Regions from separate parts of the Rattus norvegicus genome. Here all the other regions are linked to region 3. Evidence: chromatin contacts called from public Hi-C data. All regions are on one chromosome and are shown on one strand. Each heading gives the region's core, a stretch centred on a gene start, on an enhancer-like site or on the middle of the called end of the contact. The rest is flanking DNA. Distances are from core to core; before and after follow the strand shown.

Region 1 (4,757 bases), core at 1-2,500, 120 kb after region 3:
CTTCCACTTCGATTCAAAATGACTTGAATATCTTTGGAGTTATTCCAAGTATTCGTCTCTGGCGTAGAACTCACTTTAGTAAATAATTCTTTGGTGGACTTCGTGAACTCATTCCCTTGGATGCAAGCCAAAACTCATCTGTAAGGCATATAGCTTTTTATTCAAAGTTGGTGATGAATAATTATCTCTGGGCTACAGACGGAAGTACTGAACCAGTGGCTTGAAGGACCCAGAGGCTAATTACCATCCCTGTGCATAGTTAATACAGAAGAGTGGGGGTGGACGATGGTTTGCCCAGAATCTATTCCATTCCCTCGGGTAAAACAAGGATGTTCTGTCTGCTAACATACTTAAAGCAGTAACTGTAAAAACGGCAATGTTATGGTTGAAGCTTTCTAAGCCATATGTGTTGACAGAATGCTTAAGTCTCTCTCTGCAATAAACGCAAACCCTGCCAGGCAGAACTACCAGGGCCAGCGCGACTGAACGACTGCACGCCCGAAAGCGTAGGGGCTGGAAGGCTGCGCAGCGCTCGGAGTGCATCCAATGTTTCCTCTAACAAAGGCACCGTCTTGAGGCAATTTCGCGGGCCCCGCTCCCCTTCCCAGCACCAGCTTTGTCTCCTCGGAGGGGCCCCAGGCGCGTCGCCGCTTCCAGCAAGCTCGGAGGCCGGCCCGGCGTGGAAAGAAGCTGCACGGAGCCGCGGCCGTGGTTTCCTGCAACCTGAGCGTGCCATTAGAGGATGTCGGAGTGCTGCGGCTGAAAGAGATACCTGCTGCCTGGAAATCGGGGCTGCACTTGAACAACCTCTTTGCACCAATTACGATCGTACAAAGAAACTCGATCGGCCGGGGCGGCGGAGGCCTCGCGGGGTCGTACGGGGGAGCTCGGCGGGCCCGGCCTCGGGGGGCGGGCCTCCCGTCGCGCGCCTCCCAGCCAGCCCGCGGCCCCCGGCCCGCGCCCCCCGCCGCCGACGTCGGGCGCGTAGACCCCGTGCGCGCTGACTGGCTCGCGCCGGCCTTCGCCCGGCTGTGGGCGGTTGGGGCGCCCCCGCGGGAGGCCGCCCCGCCCCCGCCGCCGCCGCCGCCCCCGCCGCCGCCGCCGCCGCCGCCGCGCGCAGCCTCGGCCCCCTAGCCGCCGGGGCGGTGGCGCTGTTGCCGCCGCGGCCTGTGAGGCAGAAACTCCCTCCACCCCGGTCCGGCCCGGGTCCGCCTCCTCCTTTCTCTCCTCCGCCTCGCCTCCCCTCTCCGTCTCCCGCTCGAGTGAAGGTGGCGCGGCGGCGCGCGACGCAGCCTCGGCCCCTGGCGCGGGCCCGCGAGCTCCTGAGGAGACCGCGCCACCGCGGCTGCGGGGAAGGAGAACCGGGGAGAGCGCAGGGACTGCGGCGGGGAGACTGGAGGGTTAGAGCGGGAGTGGCAGAGACCGGGCCGGCCGGTCGGACTGCCCGACCGACGGTCGCCTTCCAGCCTGCGCGGCCGGTCGGCTCCGGCTCGGGGCGGCGGGGGCCGGACGGGCGCAGGGTGCGGCCGGCGCACTCGAGACAATACCCGCGCGGCGCGGCTGTGGGGGCGGAGGCCTAGTGCGGCCCAGGCCAGCGGAGCTCCGCGTCCTCGCCCCCGTGGGCCGCGCAAGGTCCCGCGGCTCGGGGCGGGCGCCGTCCCCTCCCCCTCGGCGGCGCGCCGCCCCGGGGTTCCGGGTTCCCGGGCACCGAGCTGGATCCTGCTTTTCACCCAGGCAGGAAGTGAGTTTCGCACGGCAATTCCGGGCGGTGTCACGAGTGAAAAGTTTTTTCCTTCGGCGGAGAACCTAGACGAGGCTGGGAAACTCCTGACAGAAGTCGCAAGCAGGAAGCCAGCCCGCACCCCAGCCCCCACCGAAGCAGCCGCGCTGCTGCGGGCGGCAGCTCCACATCCGCCTAGTCCTCGCGGGAGCCTCGGCGGGGCCCGGAGCCACTGAGGAAGGGCAGGAAACCATGTCAAGCCGAGCCTCGGGACGGCTGCCCTGAGACACCCGGAGAGGTAATTTTTTTTTTACGGGAAGCGTCCAGCCAAGTTCGTGGGCCGGAAGCGACGGTACTTTAGTCTACCTCGCTCTGCCCGAGTTGTCTGACTTCTTTCTCCCTGGTCGGAATGCCTTGTCGTTTTAGCAACTGAATAGTAAAACTGATTTACCCCCTTGCCCCGTCTACCGTCTGGATTCCTTTCTTTTTAAGATGGGGTTGTAAGAATGTGGTGGGACGAAAAGTTTTTCAGCCGTCGGAAGAAAGAGTTCCTTTGTTGAGCATAAGGGCCAGAAGTTTTAGTGTTCCGGGACGTATACAATGTATATCAAGTTGCTGAGTCTGGCAACTTTTGTTTCGGAAGAAAGTTAAGTCTCGCTGCGGGGAGAGACTGATTCGCTCTCACTGAGATGGCTGCCACATTTGTTTATGTTGGTGTGGATTGTTTTGGTTTTCGCGTTAATCCTACATGGAGGTCGTTTTAAGGCACGTCTTTTTCTTTGGACTTAAGAAACTGCCTGCCTGCCATTCTCGATTGCTTTTTCTGGACGGCCAAGGAACTACTTGTAGTAAGTCATGCCTTCTTTTCAGTCCGTAGCTTACAGTGCTTGTTTGGTTACCTGATTGAGGACGAGCAGCTGCTAAATTTTTCTTGAAACTGGCGTTCTAGGAAGCAGAATGTCGTAAAGAGTATGGATAGAGACGGAGAAGGATATGGCTACCAAACCAAAACAAAACCCAAACACCTGCAAGAAGTTGATTAGTCAGGACTTGTATGCCGTTCCGATTAGGAACAACATTGGAAGGGAAGAGAAATAAAATCCTTAAGATTTTCAGGAGAGTCACATTGTGCGAAAAAGTGGCGCTGTTTTGCAGATGTATGGTCCTCATATTTTTTCGTGTTGGCCCATCTGGTTTTGTTTGGTTCTGCCTAATAAGTGATAGGTACAGACTGTGCGGGCAGGAATTCGTGAAGCATGGCAGACATTCCACCAGTCAGACTTAGGAACGCTTCTGAACCAATGAAACCTTCTTTATGGGTAAAACTAGTTTTGGTTGCAGTCTACCCTACTGTCTTTTCCCTTAGTAGTGCTTCAATTGTGTGCCTTTGTAAGTGTAGTTTGTTTGCTTCCCCTCTTCCCCCCAAGTGCTTTTGTGGTAAGGGAAGTGACAGATAATACTGTGTTTTAAATAAATATTAACTATAGGTAGATGTAGCTTAAGCTTAAATTGATGTTTAATCAGATATTACCAAAATAATTACCAGAAACTTGAGGGGAAAGAGTTGACTTCCTTTAGTTGAAAGAGGAAAGATAGGTTTTATAGATCAGGATCAAGTGAGTTCACAACTTGTTCTTGGCTATTTGGCTTTTATTAAGTACATTTCAAAAAGAGAATTGTTTCCAGTATTTATGTTGTTGTGTTATTAGGGCCTGGTCTCTGGAGTTTTTGTTTTCATTTTTATTTTATTGGTGAGATTTGTGAACCATCAAGTTATTCCTGTTAAAAGTCAGACTGCTTTATGAAGGAGTTTAAAGTGCATAACTGGTGAACTTTATGATTTGGGGACATATAATTAGGCAGCGAAAGAGGTTATTCTTGAGCACATGAAAGAGGGGAACAAAATAAATGACATTGAACTTCGCTTTCCTTTTATGGCTTCTACTTGGCTTCAGCCTCAGAGCCTTAATAGAGCAAGTCTTTTAGAGAATGAACACTTTGCAAAGATGTTTTTGTGTCATTCTGTTTTGTATAAAGTATCATGTCACTTGAAAATGCCTACTTAACACACCCACCCTTTAAAGAAGTAGGTTATTTTTGAAAGAGTAGTATGTTTAGCTTTTTGACATGTTGAAAATGTGAGGTTCCACCTTTGTGAACCTTTGATTCCCCCTTTTTCCTCAACAAGGCATTTATTTTGCAGTTAAAGTTGGGTAAATTTAGCATCAAATTAGCTTAGTGAGTTTTAGGTTTTATACTATTTTCAAGTCAAATATTTTTTGGAGTCTTGTTTAAAATGCAGCAACGGTCTGAAAAGAGATTTCTTATTTAAAAGACAGTGATTTGAAGTCTTTTTGAATGGCCTTAAAATTTATGTATTTTCAGCATTGTGTGAGGGAAAGCCTTCCTCCCAACTCCCGATTAAATTGTGAGATAAAATACTTCCTAGTGTTTGTCTGGATTGCGTAAAGAGGCTTGTTAATGAGAATAATATTGAGCTTTCAAAGCTTTACCTGGTTCAGTATTATGTCAATTCCTTGCCATTTAAGAGCAAGCTATTGTCAATGTCATGTATAAAATGCTTAGAGAGGTTAAAGAATGGAAACAGTTTTATTGTGCTGTTCTTAACCTAGTAATAACTATAGAGGTATTTTCCACTAATCATTGGTAGTAAACCTCTGAAATGTGATTGTTTGACATTTTATTTATTTTTTATTTTTGACTGTTTTTCATTTCAAAAATACTTTGTATTAAACACCATCTGCTAAGGAGCATACTTTAAATTTTGAGAAAATTAGGTATTTATGTGGGCATTTATTTGCGATAATTGCTTATTTAAGTTGCTTTTTGTTGTAGAATAAGATTATGGCAATACTTACAAAATACTTAGGATTATACAGAATTTAGTGATGTTGGATAGCAAATACATTTCTTTATAATTGTTGCATATGTAGAGTTTCTTTAAATACACCTGTTTTGTTGCTTCCATTTTAAGCTTGGCTGTTTTATTCATCCATTTTTTTCTGTCTCGTTGTCT
Region 2 (4,391 bases), core at 1,448-3,947, 75 kb after region 3:
GCCTGCTTATTCTGTTCCCCTTCATTGCTGTTGCCCTGACTGTGATTCCACAGTAGGAGTGCAGTCCTAAAAGCTAAGCGTGTGCCTTACCACTCACAATGCACACTTCAGAGTACATTCCAGAGAGATTCCCCTTGGGGATGAGAGGGCCATCAGGATATAGGCATCTGAGTAGTAAATATGCTGGCAAAAATAACAAGAACCAACAATTGGGCTTTTAAAACGGTAGGTTTACTTGTATGGAAGCTGAATTTGGAGAGGTAGGGGTGAGCCCAGTGACGTTTGCCCGCATCATGGACACTCGCTAATCTGTAGAAGGGAATCTATAGTGGGTCTTGAAGGCAGAATTGGTGCCTGGAGGACCTGAGAGGCCAGTAATCGGGGCAGCAACTTTTGTACAACAGCAGTGTAGAACCACCAGTGTTGTAGACCATGATGCTCCAAGCAAATCAGCTGCCTGGAGTCTTTGCTAGATCAGCTGTCCTGCTTGCACAGCCGCCCCCAACAGTGCCCCATCACTGGCTGTTCTGTCTGAAGAAGGGAGGGGAGAGGGCTGTTATACCCTCACCTGAAATTCCAACTGCTTCTCCCCCCAGACATCTGTAGTTCCGCCTCAATTTTGATTGTGGGGGAAGATATGAGAGTATTTAGGATAGGAAGGTTAACTAAGGGGACTCTGTCTATGTGGCCATAAGAACCCATCATTCCCTGCAGGTGAAGACTTTGCAGTGTGGTAGCTTTGACGTCACCCATGCTCCCACAAACAGCCCCTCATCTAAGCTTTGTAAGTAATCACATTGAACTCATTGGCTCTCAGGTTGAACTTTTCATAAAGTCATCCTTTGACTTGTTGTTGGGATCTTGTAACGGGGAAAGTCTCCCTAGGGAAAGGATTCTTGAAACAACCATCCAAGTCTTTTGGCTGCTAGTGCAGGAGCCATGGACGTAAGAAGGAATTTTGGTATAGCTAACAGAGGATCTGACCTGGAAAGCTGATACAGACAATATACATTTGCTAGGGATGGTGGCATGTGCCTACAGTCTCAGCATGTGAAACAAGAGGTTGGGGCAGGAGGAGCGGGCATTTTGAGGCCAAGTGGCTGGAGGGATGGCTCAGTGGTTAAAAGCACTGACTGTTCTTCTGAAGGACCTGGGTTCAATTCCTAGCTCCTACATGGCAGCCAAAATTGTCTGTAACTCTAGTTCCGGGGGATTGGATGGTCTCTTCTGGCCTCCTCAGGCAATGCACAAATGCGATGCACACAAACATGTGCAGGCAAAACACAAGCACATATTTAAAAAAACTGAAGCCAGCCTGAACTATATAGTGGGTTTGAGCCCAGCCTAAATGACATAGCAAGACCTTGTCTCAAACAAACAAACAAAAAATAAAAAAAAAATAATCACAGCATGGCAGAGGCAGGTAGATCTCAAGACTAGTCTGGTTTACAGAGGGACAGCCAGGGCTACACAGAGAAACTCTGTCTCAAAAAACAAACAAACAAACAAAAAAAAAAAAACTAACCAAACAAACAAGCAACAAAAACCCCAAAGAATAACAATTCATTTTAAAATAATGAACTTCTTGGGGCTGGAGCGATGGCTCAGTGGTTAAGAGCACCTGTTGCTCTTGCAGAAGACCTGGGTTACATTCCCAGCACCCACATGGTGGCTCTCACCATCTGTAACTCCAATTCCAGAGCACCCAGTACCTTTCTCTGACTTCCACAGGCCCAGACATGCACATGGCACACACACACACACACACACACACACACACACACACACACACACACACACAGAAAACCACACACACAACACACACACACAAAACACACATACACACACAACACACACATACACACACACATACACACACACATACACATACACACACAAAACCACACACACAACACACACACAAAACACACACACACAGAAACACACACACATACACACACAGAAACACACACACATACACACACACACAAAACCACACACACAACACACACACACAAAACACACATACACACACACAACACACACACATACACACACACAGAAACACACACACACATACACACACACACAAAAACCACACACACAACGCTCACACACACACACACACACACACACACACACACACACACACACACACTGTACAGTCTTTTTGGTTTTGAGCCTAGCATTTTTTTTCTTTTTTTTCTTTTTCTTTTTTTCAGAGCTGGGGATCAAACCCAGGGCCTTGCGCTCGCTAGGCAAGCGCTCTACCACTGAGCTAAATCCCCAACCCCTAAGCCTAGCATTTTTAATGGTTGAGCCATCCCTCCACCTCCAAAAAAAATAAATCTTTAAAAAAAAAAAAAAAGACTTATGCACATCTGATCCGACGGAAAGAAGAAGCATGAATGGATTCAGGCAAAGAAGGAAGACTGTAGGCCACACGTTTCAGGGAGGTAAACACAGAAGCACAGCCTGCTTGTCTTTGGGAACTACATTCTCACCTCTCCGGCTGCCATCTGAAGCAGCAAAATTGTTTTTGGTAAGTGACATTGGCAAGCGGGACCCGCGAGCCCGGACCGATCTCTAACTTAATTACTGGACTCTCATTTGATTGCTTGGTTGGTGCTGGTCTCTAATGACCACAGTGTCATTCTCCGATGCAGCTGTTGTTTCTGACGGCACTGTTATCTTTGCATGCTAAAATGGTTACTGTTATCCTTAAATGACTGCACGGAGTGCTGCTCGGTTACAATGGCATCTATGTCTGGTCTCAGACAAACCGGTCTTGTACTCGCTGATCTAAAAATTACAATTAGCAACCCCGTTCTTGCCACTCTGTTCTGTGCACTCTGTCACTGACATCTTTTTTTTTTTTTTTTTTTTATCTCCCAGCCGAAAGCTATGCAGTATCCTGAAGAAGTGCAGGATTGCTTTTGTTTGACGAGCCTGCTACCTCCTTGTGGGACCCTTGATTAGGCGAATGAGCCCAGGTTTCAGGTTTCCCTTGCTGCTTCCCAGGGCTTGCTGTGGCTTCAGTGCTGTTTCTAAGCCCTGCTCTGACTCGCTGTCCGGAACTGGAGCCGCACAGCGATCCTCATCTACAGTTTAACCCCACCGCTCACTCGGGTGCTGTTCTTGTTCCTAGGCCAGGGGAGCCACAAACCCTCTTCGCCCTGCAAAGCCTCTGCTGTCTCTGGTAGTCCCGGGTAAGCATCTCTGCCTGACTCTGTAGCTCCTCCCTGCTTTGTATGAGGGTCCAGATTCGCCCACATCACTCTCACATCTTGGGAAACAGAGTATGCCCTTGCCTCCAGTGACGGGCTGAAGGACACTATCTGAGCACCGCCTCTACACAGAGGAAATGTAAGAATTCTCCACCGTATGTTTCATTTTCCCAGGAAGACCAGCTCAGCTGTAACCCGGCCAGGGCCCTTGGCTTACTTAATCTAAGTTGAGTGGGGGGTCAGGAAGGAAAGTAGCGTGTTTTAAAGCGAGTTGTTTTCCTAGGTGTGATGGCAGTCGCACGCCATCCTAGCATTGAGGCAGGAGGATAGCAAGTTTGAGGACAGCCTGCGCTATTTTGTAAGACCCAGGCTGGCACAGTAAACTTACCCAGATCCGGATTCTGCTACCTTGGGCCTGTTTATGGTGGCGTTCCTATAATCTCAGCGCTCCAAAGGTAGAGAGGCAGGCCTATCTCGGTGAGTTCAAGGTTAGCCTCGTCTCCACGGTGAATTCAAGCCATCCAGGGGTGAGAAGCGGGACCCCTTTTTTTACCCCAACCCCCCAAAAGCATATATATATGCATATAAATACATATACATATATGATATATATATCACTTCCTATGTGATTATATATGTATGTGTTCATATATATGCATATATACACACAAATATTTAATATTTGATAAATATTTAAAATTTGATAAATTATATTTGATAAATGTTAAATAAACGTTAGTTCATTAGAAGCTTTACATCTCGAATAGCTCCACGTAATCCCTACCCAGACTTTGGTATGGGACAAGTCCTGCAACCACAGGAGTCCTCCCAGACCCTTTCTCAGCTGGTATTCCACCTTCCATCAGCCTGGCCCCAAGGCTGCTACTTCTTATTGCTGCCATTTTTCAGTGTTGCTGCTCTTGAACTGGGTAAAGGGGTAATCACGCATAGACTCTTTCCAAGCCTCTCTTCGCTTGCCTGTCAATATGAAATTCACCAATATTACACTAGGATTTTTTTTTTAAAGTCTTACTACTTAGCCTAGGTAAGGCTCTAATGCCTGACCCTCCTACCTCAGTCTCTCACACTCTGGGGTTAGAGGTTTATGCCAGGATACCTGATGAAACTGTCACCGGGCTGTCATCTACCTCTTGGCATGTGCTA
Region 3 (4,424 bases), core at 1,292-3,791:
CGTACATATATGTCAACATAGAATAAATGCTAACATAAAACAAAATGTGCACATGTATAATATGTGTTTGGAAATTTGCTTATTTCTTTTGTTCACTACGATTTTTAAATATACTTTTTTAGCTTTTTAAAAGGTTACTTTTATGTGTCTGTCTTTATATTTATGGATGCCAGTGGAAACCAGAAGAGGGCAGCAGATCCCTTGGAGCTAGAGTTTCAGATAGTTGTGAGCCCTCAGGACAGTCCTGGGAACTGAACTCTGGTCTTCTGGAGTCAGTCCTCTGAACCACTCAACCAACCCCTCCAGACCCTGTATTATGTTATTTTTGGTAATAAGAGAAAGTTTGGTTTTTTTTTTTAAGACAAAGAATGCTCAGGGGTTTTGTTTGTTTGTTTGTTTGTTTGTTTGTTTTGTTTTGTTTTTGGTCTTTTTGTTATTTTGTCTTTTTTTTCCCCCAGAGCTGAAGACTGAACCCAGGGCCTTACACTTGCTAGGCAAGCGCTCTACCACTGAGCTAAATCCCCAACCACAGGTTTTTTTTTTTTTAAAGCAGAATTATTATCTCTTGTGCACAATATACAAAGAATGGTAGGATAGAATTCAAACTAAGAAGTTAGAGTGTCTTGAATTTTTAAGATTCAAGGACATGAAAGCCTAACTCTGTCAAGAGAAGTAGGACAAAGGAAACGTTAAGTACTCAAAGAACCCCATGAGAAGACATGAGGCTGGTTCGAGGCCCAGCGGAGCCTGAGAGAAGCAGTCTTTGAGTTACCTGAGCTACATTCTCCACACTGCACTCTTCTCACGCCTCAGTGCACCGACCAAGAGCTGGGCCGGCAGGCATGCCATGGGAAGCCAGGTTCACGCTCTGACCTCATGTCCAGGTTAGGTAGAACTTTTGTTTTCTTCTGAAAAGGAGCAGTTTAAATAAGTGCCTAGTTAGAACAGCATAGGTACCTGAAGGCAAACCCATGAAGTTCAGTTGTGACATTGAAGATTTTCCCAAATCGTGTTTCTTCCTGTCCTAGATCTTGACTGACCTGTTGAGCTGCAGGACTGCTGTGAAGACTAAGAAGAGATGAACTGTTTCTCGTATCTTCTTCCAGTGATGGCGAGATATGTTGGGAGATAAAACCATGACCTCTTACCCATCTAGTAATAGGAAAGTCTAGTAGCTAGCGACCACTTGTTGTTAGTGTCCTGTCCTGGTACATGAACTTCTCCATTAGCTGTAGATGTGGGGTAGATCAGACAGATTAGCATGCGGACCACATGCTATTAAACCAACAGTAGGCCACTTGGGTCAGCCAAGGTCCCTTCTCCTGAGGCCCATCATTTTTCCTAGGCATACTGTACTTACTCATTCCAACAGCGGCCTTTTCTTTGCTTTGGAATTTGTTATCATGAAAATGACCCATAGTTGTAACCAATAAAAGGAGTTGGTCTCTTAATTAGACAATAATAATCGATAACACTTTGACCTTCGGTGTTACGAGTGTTCACATGACACATTTAGTTGTTTGTGTCATTTTACTCTACTGTGTAAGTTTAAAGGTTAATCTCTACATCAGCAAGACCCACGTTTTAAATCTGCAATGGAATATATTCTAGACATCCTAATGTCTGTTCAGGGAATAGTAAAACAAAGACAAACATTTAGACTAGAGAGGCAGCTCAGTAGTTTAAAAAAAAAATGTTGCTCTTGGGGAGGACCCAGGTTCAGTTCCCCGCACCCACATGATAGCCCATGACCATCTATACCTCCAGTTCCAAGAGATGCAACACCGTCTACCAGCCTCCACGGACACCAGGCATGCATGCCTGTATACGTACATGCACACAAAACACCACACACATAAAATGAGTCTTTAGAAAAAAACACAAAGAAAATTCTCATATTAGGTAACTTTGCCTCTCAAAAATCCCCATCCAAACAGAAACCTAAGCTAACCATATTTTTCTAGGCTCTTGTGATCAAAACATTTTCTGCAAGAAGTGTGCTCTGAGTTGCCAATTGGATTGTTTCATGGCTGGCATAACACTTAATTTTATCTGGGAGATAGATGAACATTGCTAGCCTTTATTATTTTTAACATCCCCAAACTGATCATGCTAAGAACTAAGTAGGCAATTACTCTAGGACTCTAAACCTTGGAAGTGGATAGTCGGTAGTGAGTGCCAATTCAGCTATCCACTCCACAGTCCTGTGCACAAGACCCCCTCAAAGGGGGATCCTTTGGCCAGGGAATTTAGTTGTTTGCTGGAAATTGAGCTTCTGAATTTCGTAGGATTTTTTTTTCCTCATGTGAAAAATATTTAATTGATGTTGCCCAAAGGGTTCACAAAGGCACAGCCTGGCTGACTTTTGGGAAATCTGTAAGCAGTCGAGCTGTTTTTAGCTTTTACTCCTTCCTCACAAACATTTCCTTTTGTTCTTTTGAGAACATTGTTGATCTGTTCATTCATTGGCAGTGTTCTGCCCCGCTAGCAGACTTAGGGAGAATAGGCCCTCTCTTCTCCATGCTGGTAACATAACCATGTGGATTCTTCTTTGTCCAATTTCAGCTCTAACTCATGAGTGACTCATCTGTTCATTTCCCCCCCTGGATACTGAGCAGACCCTTCCCCCAGTGTGTGTGTGTGTGTGTGTGTGTGTGTGTGTGTTGCCTTTACACAAGCAAGATTTACAAAGCTTCTGATTTTGTCGTGTTGTATGTTGGTAGCTGATGGCTGATGTCCCCTTGTTTGTACTGCTAGTATCTGTTTAAAAGCTATGCATCAGAGAACCATGCCTTCCTCATTGCCGCCTCAGAATAGATAGTTGCACAGCCTAACCTTGTTTACCTCAGCCTCCTTTGAGTCTCCTCTAGTCTCAGGAGGAAGTAATGTTTCTTGGGGAACTTAACTCAGATGGCACTCTAATTCTTCACACAAAGGAGAAGGGTGTTTGTTTGGGGAGCTTTTTTGGTTTGGGGTGTTTTTTGTGTGTACAGTAAAGATGCACTAGATTAGAACATCCTTGTTAAGATTATAAGTTTTAGGCTCATCTGCTGCCTTCTCTGTGGCTGAGTGTCTTCCTGTTGCCATCTGGTTTTAAATCCTACGTCTGCTATTATTCTGCGTGTGCTTCAGTTGCCTTCATTCACCAACGGAAGTAATCGAATGTGCACCATACACTAATGTGGGGGTGGAGGAGCTACATGCACATGTTCATGTGTGTACAAGTGCACATTTGTACACCTGGGTGTGGAAGCCAGAGGCCAGACTCTGCTGTTGTTCCCTAGTAGTTGCCCACCTTTCTTTCTGAGTCAGAGTTTCCCACTGGTGCCTGAGCCTGATACCAGGCTGGTTTCCTGGTTACCTGGCAACACTTCTCATTCCACTTCCCAGCTGCTGGGATCACAGGTGCGCATGGCACCACACCCGCTGGCGTTACAAGTGCGTCTCTACCACACCTGCTCGTTTACCTGTGTGCTGGCCATGGAATTTAGGTCCTCATGCTTTGGAACAGAAATGTTACCAACCAGACCATCCTGAGCTTCTTGTATAGAGATTTAAGTCATACTGTTCATGTCAGAGCCAGACAAAAGAGCCCAGGAGAAGTCTTCTCTGGGCACTGGCATTTACCTGTAATGTGAATGCAATCTTAAAGTGTTACATACCAGAATGAGGCAAAATGCTCTCATTCTGGGGTCTTTGCCTCTTCCCCTGTACAAATGGGGGCAGAAAGTGGGGTTTGAGGGATGGGGTATGTCCTCAACAGAGGTGCCCCAATTCCAGTGCTGCTTGGACCTTTGTATTGCAGCCTTTCCTATCTAGAATCAGCACAATTATAACGTGAAGTCAAGCAGAGTATTTTGCATAGAGAGGAAGGCAGAATGTGCTGTCATTCTGACATCTGTGCCTGTGCCCTGGGCCAAAAGCAAAATGGTTATACACTGCTGATTTGGCACCCCATCTGCTGCCTTCTCCGTGGCTAAGTCCTCTTCCTGGTTTCTCCTTTGTAGAGCCTGGGGTAATGAATAGTGCTGGGATGTGAAGCATCAGGAGGGGAAATGGGGTGGAGGCACGGGAAACAGGAGGGTCCTATCCTATAGCCGACCCTGTGGCTCAGTGCTAACTCTTCTCTGTTGCTCACGGCTTGCAAGTGCTCTGTGGATAGTGATGATTCAAAAACACTACCCCAGAGAAAGAGAACGGAAACAGCAGAAAACAAGCCACGGGCCTATTGTGAGAAAGCTCTGCCTTTCTGCTTGGGCGCTTTTCACAACATCACACTCAATCGAGAGTGTTTTGAAACTTGGCTTTCAGAGCTCTTAGGCCAGGCCCCCTGAGAAAGCGAGTCCCTTCTTCCCACCACAGAGGTTTTGAACGTTGAGTGTATTGCTTCTTTCTCATTGTGTTCACGTTCCCTCGCCCTCTTG

What was found. A called contact is a pair of places that touch in the nucleus more often than the background predicts.
Region 1: a contact with region 3 is called in a Hi-C map of Schwann cells, with 7 times the contacts expected there. The contact joins the promoter of Erbin here to the enhancer-like site in region 3. A contact is called at or near these places in 8 of 12 Hi-C or Micro-C datasets (the A7r5 cell line, the Rat2 cell line, Schwann cells and 4 more) and 1 of 1 datasets of contacts at active chromatin or transcription factors (oligodendrocytes).
Region 2: a Hi-C map of Schwann cells shows a contact between it and region 3, with 2.0 times the contacts expected there. The contact joins two enhancer-like sites. A contact is called at or near these places in 3 of 12 Hi-C or Micro-C datasets (the Rat2 cell line, Schwann cells and mammary epithelial cells).

The regions. Positions count from the first base shown.
Region 1 is chr2:36,758,646-36,763,402 of GRCr8, reverse strand. It overlaps Erbin (erbb2 interacting protein), which reads left to right and starts at 1,250. Exons shown (of 26, transcript NM_001427815.1): 1 at 1,250-2,018.
Region 2 is chr2:36,806,472-36,810,862 of GRCr8, reverse strand. No RefSeq gene overlaps it. Among named protein-coding and RNA genes, the nearest start is that of Erbin, 47 kb to the right of the region's middle. Within about 2 kb of position 2,697, at least 48 of the 93 cell types and tissues checked have an H3K27ac peak or open chromatin away from gene starts, as enhancers often do. A contact at or near this core is called in Schwann cells, where this site is marked.
Region 3 is chr2:36,881,593-36,886,016 of GRCr8, reverse strand. The region is part of intron 9 of Nln (neurolysin); the gene reads left to right. Among named protein-coding and RNA genes, the nearest start is that of Nln, 83 kb to the left of the region's middle. Within about 2 kb of position 2,541, at least 46 of the 93 cell types and tissues checked have an H3K27ac peak or open chromatin away from gene starts, as enhancers often do. A contact at or near this core is called in Schwann cells, where this site is marked.